Linked DNA regions of Gossypium hirsutum: region 2 is linked to region 1. A link is a contact called in public Hi-C data. All regions are on one chromosome and are shown on one strand. Each heading gives the region's core, a stretch centred on a gene start, on an enhancer-like site or on the middle of the called end of the contact. The rest is flanking DNA. Distances are from core to core; before and after follow the strand shown.

The links. A called contact is a pair of places that touch in the nucleus more often than the background predicts.
Region 2: a contact with region 1 is called in a Hi-C map of leaf, with 2.0 times the contacts expected there. The contact joins the promoter of LOC121221161 here to the promoter of LOC107891947 in region 1. A contact is called at or near these places in 2 of 34 Hi-C or Micro-C datasets (both in leaf).

What each region holds. Positions count from the first base shown.
Region 1 is chrD09:26,948,573-26,955,188 of Gossypium_hirsutum_v2.1, reverse strand. It overlaps LOC107891947 (probable serine/threonine-protein kinase SIS8), which reads right to left and starts at 1,718. Exons shown (of 13, transcript XM_016816875.2): 1 at 544-1,718. The coding sequence starts at 1,038.
Region 2 is chrD09:26,755,731-26,763,112 of Gossypium_hirsutum_v2.1, reverse strand. LOC121221161 reads left to right here and starts at 5,275. Exons shown (of 2, transcript XM_041101755.1): 1 at 5,275-6,156; 2 at 6,558-7,360. The coding sequence starts at 5,485. The coding sequence ends at 6,902.

The DNA.
Region 1 (6,616 bases), core at 469-2,968:
AGCATATACCTAGTTTCAATGTAAGCCTTCTACCAACATTTTACCAACTCTAGCAAAAGGTTGTCATCAGTGACATGAGCAACAATACTGCCTTTCTATTGGGAAGATGATAAATGTAAAGCAGCACTAATAGGGAATTTGGAAACTTTGCTTAAGCTTTGATGATGCTATTTATAATCATATTTCTTAGTGGAATGAAAAAATGAAAAGGATCACGACTCACAATCACCACAAGCGCAAGGCAGACCCCTCCTCAGAACATTATTGGATTTGGTTTTGAAAGTATTTCTCCCCTTAAAGCATAAATTACCTTCATGCCAGAAATTCATATGCCAAACTTTTCCAATTTACGAAATAAAGTTTACATGCAGTTCAAGATGAAACAGAAAAGAAATATAAATAAATTAAGGAGAAAAGATAATATACATTTCATGCAATGCAAAACAGTTGGCTAAAGCTAAACCTATAGTATATACTTGGATAAATTGCTTAAACTCAACCGAGATAATTAGATTAAAGTGGGGAATGAAGAGGGAAACATACCCAATATCTATATGCAATAACTTCAGCTGGGGTATTCTCTGGAGCACAAGAGCCTAAACTAATTTGCTTAACAGCTTCAATCTGAGTTGCCTCAGGATCCTCTCTGGCACTCAACTCCAAAGCCAATTGTATCTGATATTCCTCTTCTACATCAGGATCCCTTGAGTTACTAGACCCTGAATCACGCCTTACTGCATCCAAAGCAGCCTCTAAAGCACTAGTAGTAGCTAAATCAGCAGGTTCCATAGTTTCCTCCCTCTTCACATTTGAAGAAGATGGTGGACTGGGACTTTTTCTATTAGCAACTGAATTTAACCAATTGGAAAGAACAGATAATGGTTTATTGTTGTCAGGACTATGATGAGGCCTTGACTGTAAAGGCCTATCACTAGATGATGATACAATACTGGACTTGTTACTCTTCGATGAAGTTGACCCTTGTACATCTTCCGATTGATTAGACATCATATGCAGTTTCTTGAGGAAGTTCTTCATATTATTTCACTAAGATATAGCAGCCAATGCTAAAGAAATAAAAATCTGGCCATAAACATCTCCATTGTCTTGGACCAAGCATGAAATCTAAAGTTTAAACTAATCCAAAAACAAATTTAAGAACCCCTTTTTCTTAAAAACCCAATTACCTTCTACCTCTCGAGATTTCCCAAAAAATCAACCCATCAAATCCAAAATCCAAAACCACCATAATCACAAAACAACCAAGCAAAGTTAGTCAAATATCAGAAAGGCCCAGATACTTCAGGTCAAAGAAAACACCCCCACTTTCCTCATACAAAGAAATCCACCAAAAAAAAAAGGAAAAAGAGTTTAACAGCACACAAAGAAGCAAACAGTTTCTTTCAGCTTCAACAACTAAATAAAAAACAACAAAAAATTCCAATACCCAGATTAAGAAAAAGAATGGATCTTCCTTTTTCGGATATAGATAGTAGAGAAGAAAGCATAGAAAAGGGGAGTAGTTTGGAAAATATATATATTTAAAAACAAGTGAAGGTAAACACTAAACAGAGGGTAGAGAGAGAGAGAAGGAGCAAAGGACTAACAAGTGGGATTGTAGGACCCCTCGGAAAACAACAACAAACTCTGACCCACTTGATTTATAGAGCAAAGGCCAACAAGGATTTTCGATGTCCCAAATGAAAAAGGAAAAAAAGTTTTCCAGTTTTTGGTGGCAAAAATACTTTCTTTTTATTTCTTTTGTTTCTTTCTTTCTCTCTCTCTCTATATTCTTGTCGTCCCCAAACTCTGCTTACAACTTGGAAGGTGGTGGCATGATGAGTTGGAAATTTGAGGTTAATGGAATCATATTTAACCATGAACTTCATTTCAATGACTTGCTGATGCTTTTTTTCTTTTCTTTGTGGTGATTAATTATTTGTTACTTTAATTTTGTAAAAAAATTATTTTAGTTTTCATTTAATATTTTATTTTTTTAATCTTTTAAACTTACCTTGATTATCAGATCATTCTAAAATAGATGAAAAAGTTATTAACTTTTGACACATCAGCAATTAATTAAATTTAAAATTTTTAAATTATTCTTTTTGTAATTTTTTATTTTTTATTTTTAAAATTTAAAAAATTCATAAATTATTAACGTGGCATCCAAGTGATAATTCATGTGTATACAGTCAACAAAATTAACAAACATTATTCTTTTTCATCTATTTTGAGTGATTTAACAAACAGAGCAAATTTAAAGGATTAAAAATGATAAAAAAATTAAATAAAGGACTAAAATAATTTTTTTTATAAAATTAGAGGATTAAAAAAGTTATTATACTTTTTCTTTTTAGCTTTTAATTTTATTGTTTGGTTTTGGGTTTCTTCTGCCTATTTTTAATGTGATTTTCGTTTTGTCAGCTTCTATTCGATACCAAGTTTGAAGACAAAAAGTTGTTCTAACTTCTATTCCCATGAAATTTACTGCAATGGAAAGTAAAAAAAAATGTTTTTTTTTTTTAAGATTACACCTTCCGTAAGGCAATTACAAATTACGGCCGCTTTTGTAAAGTTTTTTTTTTTGGTAAAATTTTAAGGTTAAAATATGCTATTAGTATCTATACTTATCTAGAATTTAAAATTTAGTCCCTATACTTTAAAAGCTAAAAATTAGTGTCCAACCATTATCATTATTTATAATTTCTGTCCAAAATTGTCAACTTTACATGTTTAATTTTTTTGTCAATCATATTCAACGTTATACGAAGACGGTCTAATCAATATGCCAACTTGATAAATTTTGACAAAAAGTACTAAGAATGTTAATGATTAAACTGAAATTTTTAAATAAAAAAATAAAAAGACTTAATTTTAACCTCTTAAGTATAGAAACTAAATTTTAAATTTTATCCAAGTATAGAGACTAACAACAATTGTTAATCAAATTTTATCTAAATATCTTGTTTTTGAGTGAACTACAATCAAAACTTTTGTAATAATAAAAATTAGAATCAAATGTACTTTGTAAGAATTTATCTAATACATCTAATAACCCTTATAAAAGAAATTTGATATAAATTAAAACTCTACTTATCAAACAAATATTTTATATACTTAATATATACACATATACATACTTAAGTTTATCTTTTAAAAATATTTAATCATTTCAATGTATAAAAAAATGCAGATTAAAATAAATGTTGTTTGAATCAAACTGGACCGGTTGATCAGATCGGTTGGATCAAGAACCGATTGAGGTATTGGTTCAAAGAGTGACTTTAAATCGATTAAACTGGGAACTGGTACAAATCGATTGAACCAAAAATTGAATTGGATTTTTTTAAAAAATTTTAACTTTTTAATAAGTTTTAATTGAATTGATCGGATCGACAAATCGGTAACCTAACTGGTTCGATCACCAATTCAATCTAAAAATTGTTGATGATTCAATGTTGAATTTTAGAAACAATATTTAATTATTTTGACTGATTGAGATTGAGATTGAAATTGAATTTAATTAAGAATTGAAGAAATGTCCAATGTTATTGTATTCATATTTAATTATACTATATTAGAGTTTGAATGTAATTGTTTTAAATATAAATTCGATTTTAAAAATATAATATAGGCTTATGGTAAGGGTGAATTTAAAATTTTTAAATATCTTTTAATTAATACACACGTATCACACGAATAAAAAAATTTAATTTCAATATCTATATACTTGTATATTAAAGGAAAGTCCAATGTCTTTTTGTTATGCTTGGCGCACACCCCCCATGTTCTTTATTGCGTTTTATAAAATGGATAATTCTTTTATTTTAGTTCCTTTAATATGTTTAAAATTGAAATTTTAATTTCTAATATTATTTGCTCTCTATATTTTTATAATGTTACTTTTTAATTAAAATGTTGGGTGGTTATATATAAATTGAAAACGAATTTTTAAATCCAAAAAAGTAGAGAGATTAAATTCTTAAAAATAAAAATGAAAAGACTAAATTCTAAATGCATGAGACGTAAAGACCTAAATTCTAAATTAAATATTTTACATAGGTTTTTATTAAAAATATATTTAGTTGTCATTAAAAAAATATTTGTTATAATTTGTCATAGAGAAAATATAGAGGTGTGTGTTTAATAATTTTTTCTTTTTAAAAGATTATCCATATAATTATGAGTACTCAATTACAATTATAATCCATACATTCCAAGAATTACAAAAAAAATCTACGAGATCACAAAGTTTTCTTCCAAATACAATGATGTTTCTTGGGGTTTTTTTACGAACTTCAAGTCACTAAATAATCTAATTATCACCTTTTTTTCGGAAAAAATTCAATAATATTATGATGTTTCGTTGCTTTATATATTTATTTCGTATTTGATTCAGTAATCCCAAAATTTCTTCTTCTTTTTTGAAAAGAAAAATAAAAAATAGTTTTTTTTCGTAGTCTTTTATAACATAAATACTATTAATAGCCTTTGGTGTAAAAAGAAAAAAGTTTATGATGCTGAGATAGGTCCACGACAATTAAGATAAAATTGGAAATGCTCTTTCTCTTGTACTACTCTTTCAATACATAATTTAATATTTTGAAATAATAAAAAATAAAAAAATTCATATTGAATTTGAAGTGTCATGCTATTTCATATTTCATATGGCGAGAACATAGTCTTTTTTTTTCTTTGCATCAAATAAAAAAAAAAACTTGTTGGTGCTTGTGTTTGATAAATTGTTGAAAATTTTGAAAATGAAAATTTTTGACATTTTTTTTAAATGTGTTTGACAATCTTATTAATTTTTTAATTAATACAAAATATTCAACAAAAAATGTTGAATAAGTAAGTAGATAACTACTTATCACTTAATGTTGAAAATGCTTAAGCATATTTTTTAAAAATTGTTAAAAAGTGAGATATCCAAATTATTATATTAATAAGCTTAAATTTAAGAAATAAATAATTTTAAAAAACAATATTAATTATATCAAACAACATAATTACATTTAGTAGCTTCACAATTTTATTAGAAAGAGTGAATTTTATTAATATACTTAACAATTTTATTGAAGGTCAATTTTATTTTCTAAACTCAAAATCCAGTAAAACTTAACTGTACTTATAAGATTTGGTATTGAATATTTAACACTTACTTTTTTAAAAAAAATTTATCAAATAACATCTAAATACATGAATGAAATTTTAAAACTAACCCAAAACAAATATAATTTGAATTTAAAATCTCAAAATTATTATAACCAGTCACGTGATTAAATTAAAAAATCTTAGTATTTGAATTTAAATTTATTGATTGTCCCTTTAATTGAAACAATATATAAAAAACAAAGTTTGTATATTTTTCAACTCTTCTTTTTTTTTTTGAAAAATAATTACAGCTCAAATAATTAATATTAATATTAATATTAAGTTATCTAGATGGGATCTTCCACTAGCCGTAAATCAATTCTTCTATCTCATACCGCTTTAATAATTTTGTTTGCGAGTTTATTATCTTCCGAAAAATATGTTGAAGATTCCATTGCCTTAAAACCTTCAATAATGTATGGATTCTACTTACCAAAGTGGAACTGAAATCCTCACTTATTCCATCCTGATTGATGTTAACTACTTCAAGATTGTCTGTCTGAATTAAGACTCTCTCAAACCCCCAATCTAGCACAAGTTTTAACCTATCGAAAATACCCTAAAGTTCAAAACCCAGTACTGCACAATTACTCAAATACATGCTAAAGCCAATAATCCATCCCCATTGCGATCACGCAAAAGCTCTCCAACGGTAGTGAACGCATCTTTTAATCTAACTAAACCATCTGTATTTAAGCATACTCAATTGTTTGATAAAAAGGTACAACCATCTATGAGAATGCACAAATTTAAAACAAAAAAACTTAAAGAAACCTTAAGAACTGGGTCAGAATTCCAAGGCAGACCTTGTATTATTCAAAGGTTCCATATTATTCAACTTTAGAATATGATGCGATGAACAATTGAAATTTGTTGTACATCCTAAATGTTGACTTATCAATCTTTCCATAGTGTTGAAAACTTTTGATTGGATGATTAGTCTATAATTTATTTAGACTAACCATTTTTATCATATCAATGCAATTTTGTAAATAATTAAACGAGTATCACGTGGTTCCATAGCCTAAAACCTTGAATATGGATTGACCTTACTAACTTTTATTGGATTTTGTGTTTAGAAAATAAATATGGAAAAGTTTTATTTTTATTTGAAATTCAGTTCAGTTTATTTCGTCAACTATACTCAACTTTTATAATTTTTTTATTTATTTTAGATATCAAAATCAAAAAAAAAAATTGTGGTCTCAACACTATTGTTATATACTTTTATTATTTTAGTCATTGTTGTTACATACATTTATCATTTTAGTCACCCGTTATTTACACTTATTTTAGTCACCCAACTTTAGTAAATTTTTATTTTGGTCAATTTTTTTTAGAATTAATTTTATTTTAAAAAAGAGAAAGAGTTTTTATAAGAAATTGAGTTATTCAGCTGCTAAAATGAAACAAAAGTTTTTACTTATAACTCAATTCCATGTAAAAACTATTTTTTTTC
Region 2 (7,382 bases), core at 4,026-6,525, 200 kb after region 1:
CATGTCTAAAATGGACATTTTATTCTTTAAAAGTACTTTTTGACAGTAATACCAAACACTCAAAATTTTCAAAAGCACTTTTCCACAGCATATTTCAAAAGCAATGAAGAATTGGCCCTTAATACTTAACAGTCCATCAATTTAAAGGGTTGGATTAATTACTAACTTTTGATTAAGTTGAGGCATTTTTTCAAAATGAAGCATTAATGTGAAGGGGGAGTAAAGTCGTGTCACGTGATCCCCGACCCGTATTACATTATATTCTCACCCAGACATTGAATTATAATGTCACATATTGTCAGTCTAATTTAAAGACTTTCACAAAGAAATCCTTAATATTTGTGGATTCTTTAAATTTTATTGTCACCTCTGAGATGGTAATATAGCAGCTTGGCTGACATTATTATCTAAGTGTACCAAAAATATATCTATTGGAAACAAACATCCACTTTTGTTTATTCTTTCACCTAATTCTTCCCACTTAGACAATGCTATCTAACCACTACTTTGTCTCCCATCTTCACCTATTTACTCTTTTCCAAACCAACATATTTATTTTGGGTTAGTTTTTAGTATATTAGCAGTGTATTTTTTTTAATTTCGTTTTCAGACTAACTAAGCCGTCTCATGTTCTTTATATATATATTTAATATTTTATTATATTTTAGAGGACACTTGTCATCACCTTAATTTTATTTGTAAGAATTTAAAAATTCTATTTACACTCCATAAGTAAGATCATGGGTTGACAAGTATCCTACAAGGGTATAATAAAATATTTTTTTAAAAAGAGAGGCACGTGTTAGTTTTATAAAGCTACTTGTGAAATAAAAAAAAGTACATTACCAGTGTACCAAATATTCACTTTTATTTTATTTATTTTTTTAATAAAAAAATATGAGGTAAACTCTTTACTAATTTAGTTCTCTATAACAACCTCTTATCTCAAGTAAAATTAATTTTATTTTTAAGTGAAGTGAAAATAATAAATTTTAGTTAAAATATTGTTTCAATTAAATGTTTAAATTTTATATAAAAATATGTTAATCATATTTTATTAAATGAAAATAATCCTTCATAAATGAAATTACATTTGTAAATATTATTAAAGATAAGATATATTTTAAATTATCCTTATATATTTCAAATAAGTTATATTCTTAAATGATACTTTTTTCTTTTTATATTTTAAATAAAACGGTTAAATATAAAATTAGTACCTGAACTTGTCCACTTATCCCAGATTAGTACATATGGTTTTTTGTCCTAAATTGGTACCCAAACTTTTTTTCCGTCTACTAGTTTGGTACATGAGCCTAACGGCGTTAAGATTTTGCTGATGTGGTAGTGCTGACCACTCATGCGCCGCCACATGTTGCATTCTCAATACCCCTTTAACTCGTGTTTCATTTTTTTATCAGATTGTTTTAAATATTATTCCTTCAAAAAATTTCTTCAGCATGTCTCAACATTTTTCCCTGCTATCTCTTTCTCTTTCTCTTTCGTTTTCTCTGCTATCTCTTTCATTTTTCCTTATCTCGTTCATCCATTTGTTTTTTTTTCCCTTCTTCATTTCCTATCTCTTTCGTTCTCCTTTCATCTTCCTTTCATTTCTCCCTCTTTTGTTCATTCATTTGTGCTTTCTTTTGTTTTCCATCTCTTTCACGCCTCCACCATGTCTTCTTCTACAAATAGAAAATCAATTGCGCAGAAAAGGATTTTGTACTGCCATTGCGAGTTAAGGGCTCTCGTTTGCAATGTGAATACTCCAAAGAACAAAAGGAGAAAATTCTTTAGGTGTGCGAACTTAACTTTTTTGTGTTCCTACTTTTCTGAGTCCCACCAGTAGTTTCCTTGTTGTTGTTTCCCTTCCTTTTATTAGTGCACTTGGTTAGGGCAATCACCATGGTTTCCCTCTCATACCAGGTTGTAATGTATAAAATACATAATTAAAAAACATGTCACCAAAATACAATAAGCATAATAGTTCAACAATTGGTAACGTACATTCAAAATTTGCATCCTTGTCCTCTTATTAGTTATAACCCAAATCCTTGCACAACTTGTTTTCCTCTGCTACAAAGTATTGTAAGTATTTGCTATGTTGAATAGGTTGGCATAATGGGAGGAGTTGGTTGTGTTGAAGGAGTTGGTGGATGATACAGATGCTTTTGATGCAACAATTTGAGAAGGAGCTGGTGGAGTAGGAGCCACTGGAGCTGTTGGAGTTGTACTATGCAAATTTAACATGTTAGGAGCTCTCAAATTAGCCAACAATTGCATTAAAATTCTTAGTCATCAAAACACTTACAATAGATAAAGTTTGATAGTTTCTAGAGTTGTGTCCAACCATGAAACACTTGTGACACTTTATCTTCCTCCCTTTTCTAAACAGTTTACTCCCACTCCCACCCTTCTCTCCCCTTTCTCTTAATCTGCTCTTTTTTGGTCTCCCAAGCATTTTTCTTAAAATGAGGGGATCAATTGGTCCTAAAATGGTTTTTAACTAAAATTTCTCACTTGGGATAACAAGCTATATAAAGCCATACAATTTTTTAAACACATCTTTTTTAAACCCCTTATATACAAAATCAGAAATATCAGTTTTTTTTCTACAAAATGGCTGCAACAACGTGAACATGGGATGCTAGTGAGATCCTATCTCCTACAATTACATGACCATTGAAATAAGTCAACAACTACAACATCATTGAAGTTTGTTATTTCAGACCCTTCTACTCCATTCAATTTAACATAACAGTATGAACTCATTTGGATACTCTTCTGTAACTTCTGACCTATCTTAGGATAGAATTGTTCATTCCAATTTTTACATTTGGCTAAATTGTTTACAATCACCCTCATTACATACTGTCTAATTTCTTGTAACATGGAAATAATAGACATTGACTTAGCTCCTAAAATTGCTGCAGTAAAGGACTCAACAAATTTGTTGTCAATTGCATCACATATAGACCTACTAAAAAAAAAGCCTTTGACAATTGCTCAAGATTAGTTCTAAGTAGACTTACCTTGGCACTATGTTTGATACTGTCAATCTTTTCGATGTGATCTTCAAAGTCAATAGGTTTATATGATTTGCATGCTCCCCAAAATGCTTGTTGCAAGTCTCTTCTAGGATTTTTGTTCCTCCAGTTGGCATATAAATGCCTTGCACTGACTCTATGCTCAACCCTTGGCAACAACTCAAATATCTCCTCCATCAATCCCTAAATGCAAACAAAAACAACAGTATTAAATGGTTGTTTAATAAATTAAACATAGAAGGAAAAAAATATTTAAGTAATGTCCCTAACATACCTTTTGTTTATTAGCCATGAACGTGAATCCAAAACCATCGTCAATTTGTAAATCTGAAATAATATTCTTAAGAAACCAACACCATGTTTCTCTATTTTCATTCTCCACAATTGCTTGCGAAATAAGGTAGATTTGGTCATTGCCATCTCTACCGATAGCAGACAGAAATTCCCCCTTAAATATCCCCTTCAGAAAACATTCATCCAGACAAATAAAAGGTTTACAACACTGTAAAATCCCTTTTCTCAATACACTAAACCCTACATAAAATCTCCTAAACTTGGAAACCTCAGTAGAGGTTGGTCTTTCTACCATCACCTCTATATGGCCATCCGGATCTGCCTTTCTAAGTGTATTTGCATAGTCCCATAGTCTATTAAACTCATAACTTACCTTTCCATTGATCTCCTTCAGTGCCCATCTCCTAGCCCTGCTACATGTACCCCTACTCAGATCAACTTTCAACTCTTCATTGGCTAGTTTTTGCATTTCAATTAACTTAAACTTTGGAATCACTCTGATTTTACTTAAGAAATGCTCCCCACCAACTTGTAAGATGCCCTTTTGTTCTTAAATGTTATTGAACACTCATAAGTTTCTATGAAGGTTTTTATCTTGTAAAATTCATCACTGTTATCTACAAAAACATATATTCTAAAAAGGCACCCATCTTCCCTACACCTAGCTCTAGTCCTACCCTTTTCATTCCTAAGGTAGACAATATCAAACCTCTTTTTTATTACATACTTTGCTAAAACAATCTTCAATTCCTTTTGTCCCTTAAACATCATACTTTATAAGAGTTAACATTATATATCAAACATAAATTTAGCTGAGATTTTGATTTTAAATCTTAAGAAAAGAAATTTAAGGCTTCGTTTGATTTTTAAAAATAGTTTTATGAAATCAAATAAATTTATGAGAAAATTAAAAAAAAACAAAATTTTTAGATAGAATTTGAAAAAAAAAATAGAAAGGAAATTGAGTTATTTAAATTTCTTCTTGAAATTATTCACAACTTTTTGAAAGTCTCTAATATATTTATCCAAATAAATAAATTCATTTTTAAAATCTTAAAAATCTTAATACAAATGAAATCACCCTTACAAATCTTTAAATCAAACACACTCTTATTATTATTTTTTCTAGTTTTAAAAAATATTTCAGTGAAAACACTGAAAATAATTTGTTTATTATCTTTTAATGTTTACATATTTTTATTTTTTAAAAATAATTTTTAAAATATTCAACCAAACATGTCTTCTTTAATATTTTTATATTTTGAAGAAAACAAAAACAAAAAAGAAGAAGACTTTTTTGAAACCAAATGAATTTTCTTATTGCATTTGAATAAAGGTAAGTTTGATTCGGTTCAGTTAGGTATTTTAGATTCTTTTAATGGTCCATTATAATTCATTTTGCCAAGTTTAATTCATGATTTTTATAGTAATTTTAGGCTTTGATTTTTTTGAATTTATTTTGACAAAATCATTTTGTTTTATGATTTTTGAACGTTATTAGATAAAACTTTAAAGTTTTTTTCATAAATATTTATAAAAAATAATTTTTCAAGTAAATAAAAATGAGAACATTTGATGCATTTACTATGCATAAATTTCGTGCACCATCGATAAAAAATAACATGACGCATAATAATTAAATAAAACAAAGAATAACAGATTTATAAATAGATACAAATAACTTTATTTAAACATAATTAAATAATAATTAATTATAAATAAATGTGAATACTTTAGACTCGAGGCTTGAGACTTGAGACTCTAGACTCTGAACTCTTGAACGCAAAATCTTAAATTCGAGAGTTATTAATATTTATTTGTAATTGTTTTATATATTTTTTTGTTTTGAAAAATATTTGATGTTGGAATTAAGCCTAGGGTAGACCCCTAAACAAATAATTAAGAGGGAGAGATGGAGATTTTTAAATAAATAAATAAAGCCGAGGTAGCAAACTGCCAAACATTTTCCGAATCCCACCTCTTTGTTTATTTCTTTCCCTTCTTTTATCCCCCACCTCCATTATCACTCTCCCCTCCAAGCTTTTTTATTTTTTTTATTTCATATCCCAAAAACCAGCCACGCCCCCACTCTCACCCTCATTTCTCCTCCCTTTCCCATCCCCATACCCACACCACCTTTGCCATGTCTCTAGTCCCCTTCCCTTTCTTTCTCTTCTTCATCTCCCTCTTCTTTGCCACTTTTTCCTTCACTATATCCAGCCCTGACGCCCTCAATGTCCAATCCCTCCCTCTATCCACATCCCCACCTGCAACGATCCCTGCATTTCCAGAGCAATCCAATGTCGTTGGTTGTCCACTTGACTTACCTGAACAACTCTTTCACAGCGTTAAGAACGCTTGTGGCACTAAGATAAACAATGGGGTGGCGAGTGAGCTCCACCGCAGCCGCTGCTGTCCTGTTCTCGCTGCATGGCTTTACGCCGCTTACTCCGCCACCGCCCTTGGTGGGGTTGGAAGAGTAGTGCCAGCGGTTGCGGGGCGTACCCAATCTTATGACATGCCATTGCTGCCGGATGACTCGGAAACCTGTGTGGATGACTTAGGGAAAGCTCTGAAACAGAGAGGCGTGGAGTTGGCTAAACCGAACGAGACATGCGATGCGGTGTATTGCTATTGTGGCATCAGGCTTCACCCATTGACTTGCCCTGATGCTTTCTCAGTGGACCAAAAGGGCAACCTTGTTGGGGATGACAGTGTGGAGAGATTGGAGAGAAATTGCTTAAGTAGCAGCTCCAATGTTAATGGATTTCCAGGTCTTGGGGGTTGCAACAAGTGCTTGAAAAGTCTTCATTTGGTAAATTTTCTTCTTCTTCTGTTGTCAACTGAAGATCTAATTAGGGTTTTCACACTTTTTTGGCAAATTGGGAAAGTGGGTTTTTTACTTTTTTTTTCTTTTTTCCTTTTCCATTTCTTTAAGCAGCTTAAAGGGGGAAATCTAAGTGAAGAATCCATGCCAATGGGGGAGGATGAATAGGGTATTAATTTAGCTAACTTTTTAATGTATACTGTTATTAATTGAAACCATCATAATCACGCTAAGCTTATTTAGTGGAGTTTGGCAGTATATCAAAATCCCAAATGCATCCAAAGATTGGTTGTGGATCAGATGTTTAACACCCAACTTGTCTTTAGTTTTTAATGAGCCAAGTGTTACTATTCCTCTTGCTAATGGGAAAAACAATGTTGTTGGTGCAGCTCAACAAGAAGAATGCTTTGAACACAAGCAAGTCAGAAGAAAGGACCACCAAAATGCGCAACAAAGATTGCCAGCTGATGGGTCTCACATGGTTGCTCGCCAAGAATCGGACCTCTTACATTCGGACGGTTTCCGCGGTTTTACGAGCGATGATGATGAGCAAAGATGGTTCGAGCCCTTCTTCCTGCACCTTAAACAGCGACGGAATGCCGCTACCGGTCGATTCTTCTGAAATATATGATCAGTCGTCATCGGTTACCTTTAACTTATCCCAGCATCTGCCGGTTCTATCGCTTTGCTTGTTGCTTATCCACCTTGTTGTATTATCATACAAGTCTAGTTAGAGGGCATTGATATGGCTTGTTGTTGCTGGTGTTGATGTTGATGTTGATGTTGATGTTGCTGTTGCTGTTTTTTAGGCTGTAAAATTCTTTTGTTTCAGTTAGTTTGGTGTGTGAGTTTAGATCTGTGAAATTTATGGGCTTTTCCCCCTGAAAATTTAAGAATTTTGGTTCAAAATGGTAAGTTTGAGATGTGGGGCTTGTTGGCATGTGCCTGACTCAGCACTGCCTCGTCTTGTAAGGACAAAATGTGGGGGAAACTGGTCATCAATTTGTTGGCATCCTTGGGGGGAATTTTAACACACTAATGCCATTCACGAGAAATTCATGAGTTGTCGCGTCTCCCAATGAAGATATTAAGAAGTGGATGCCATGCCAAATGCCCAATTATTTGGGTCAATTATGTAATGATCCTCATTAAATCTTTACCCTCAATAAAACACACATCATTATAACTCTTATCTACTAGGAGTTAAATTGTAT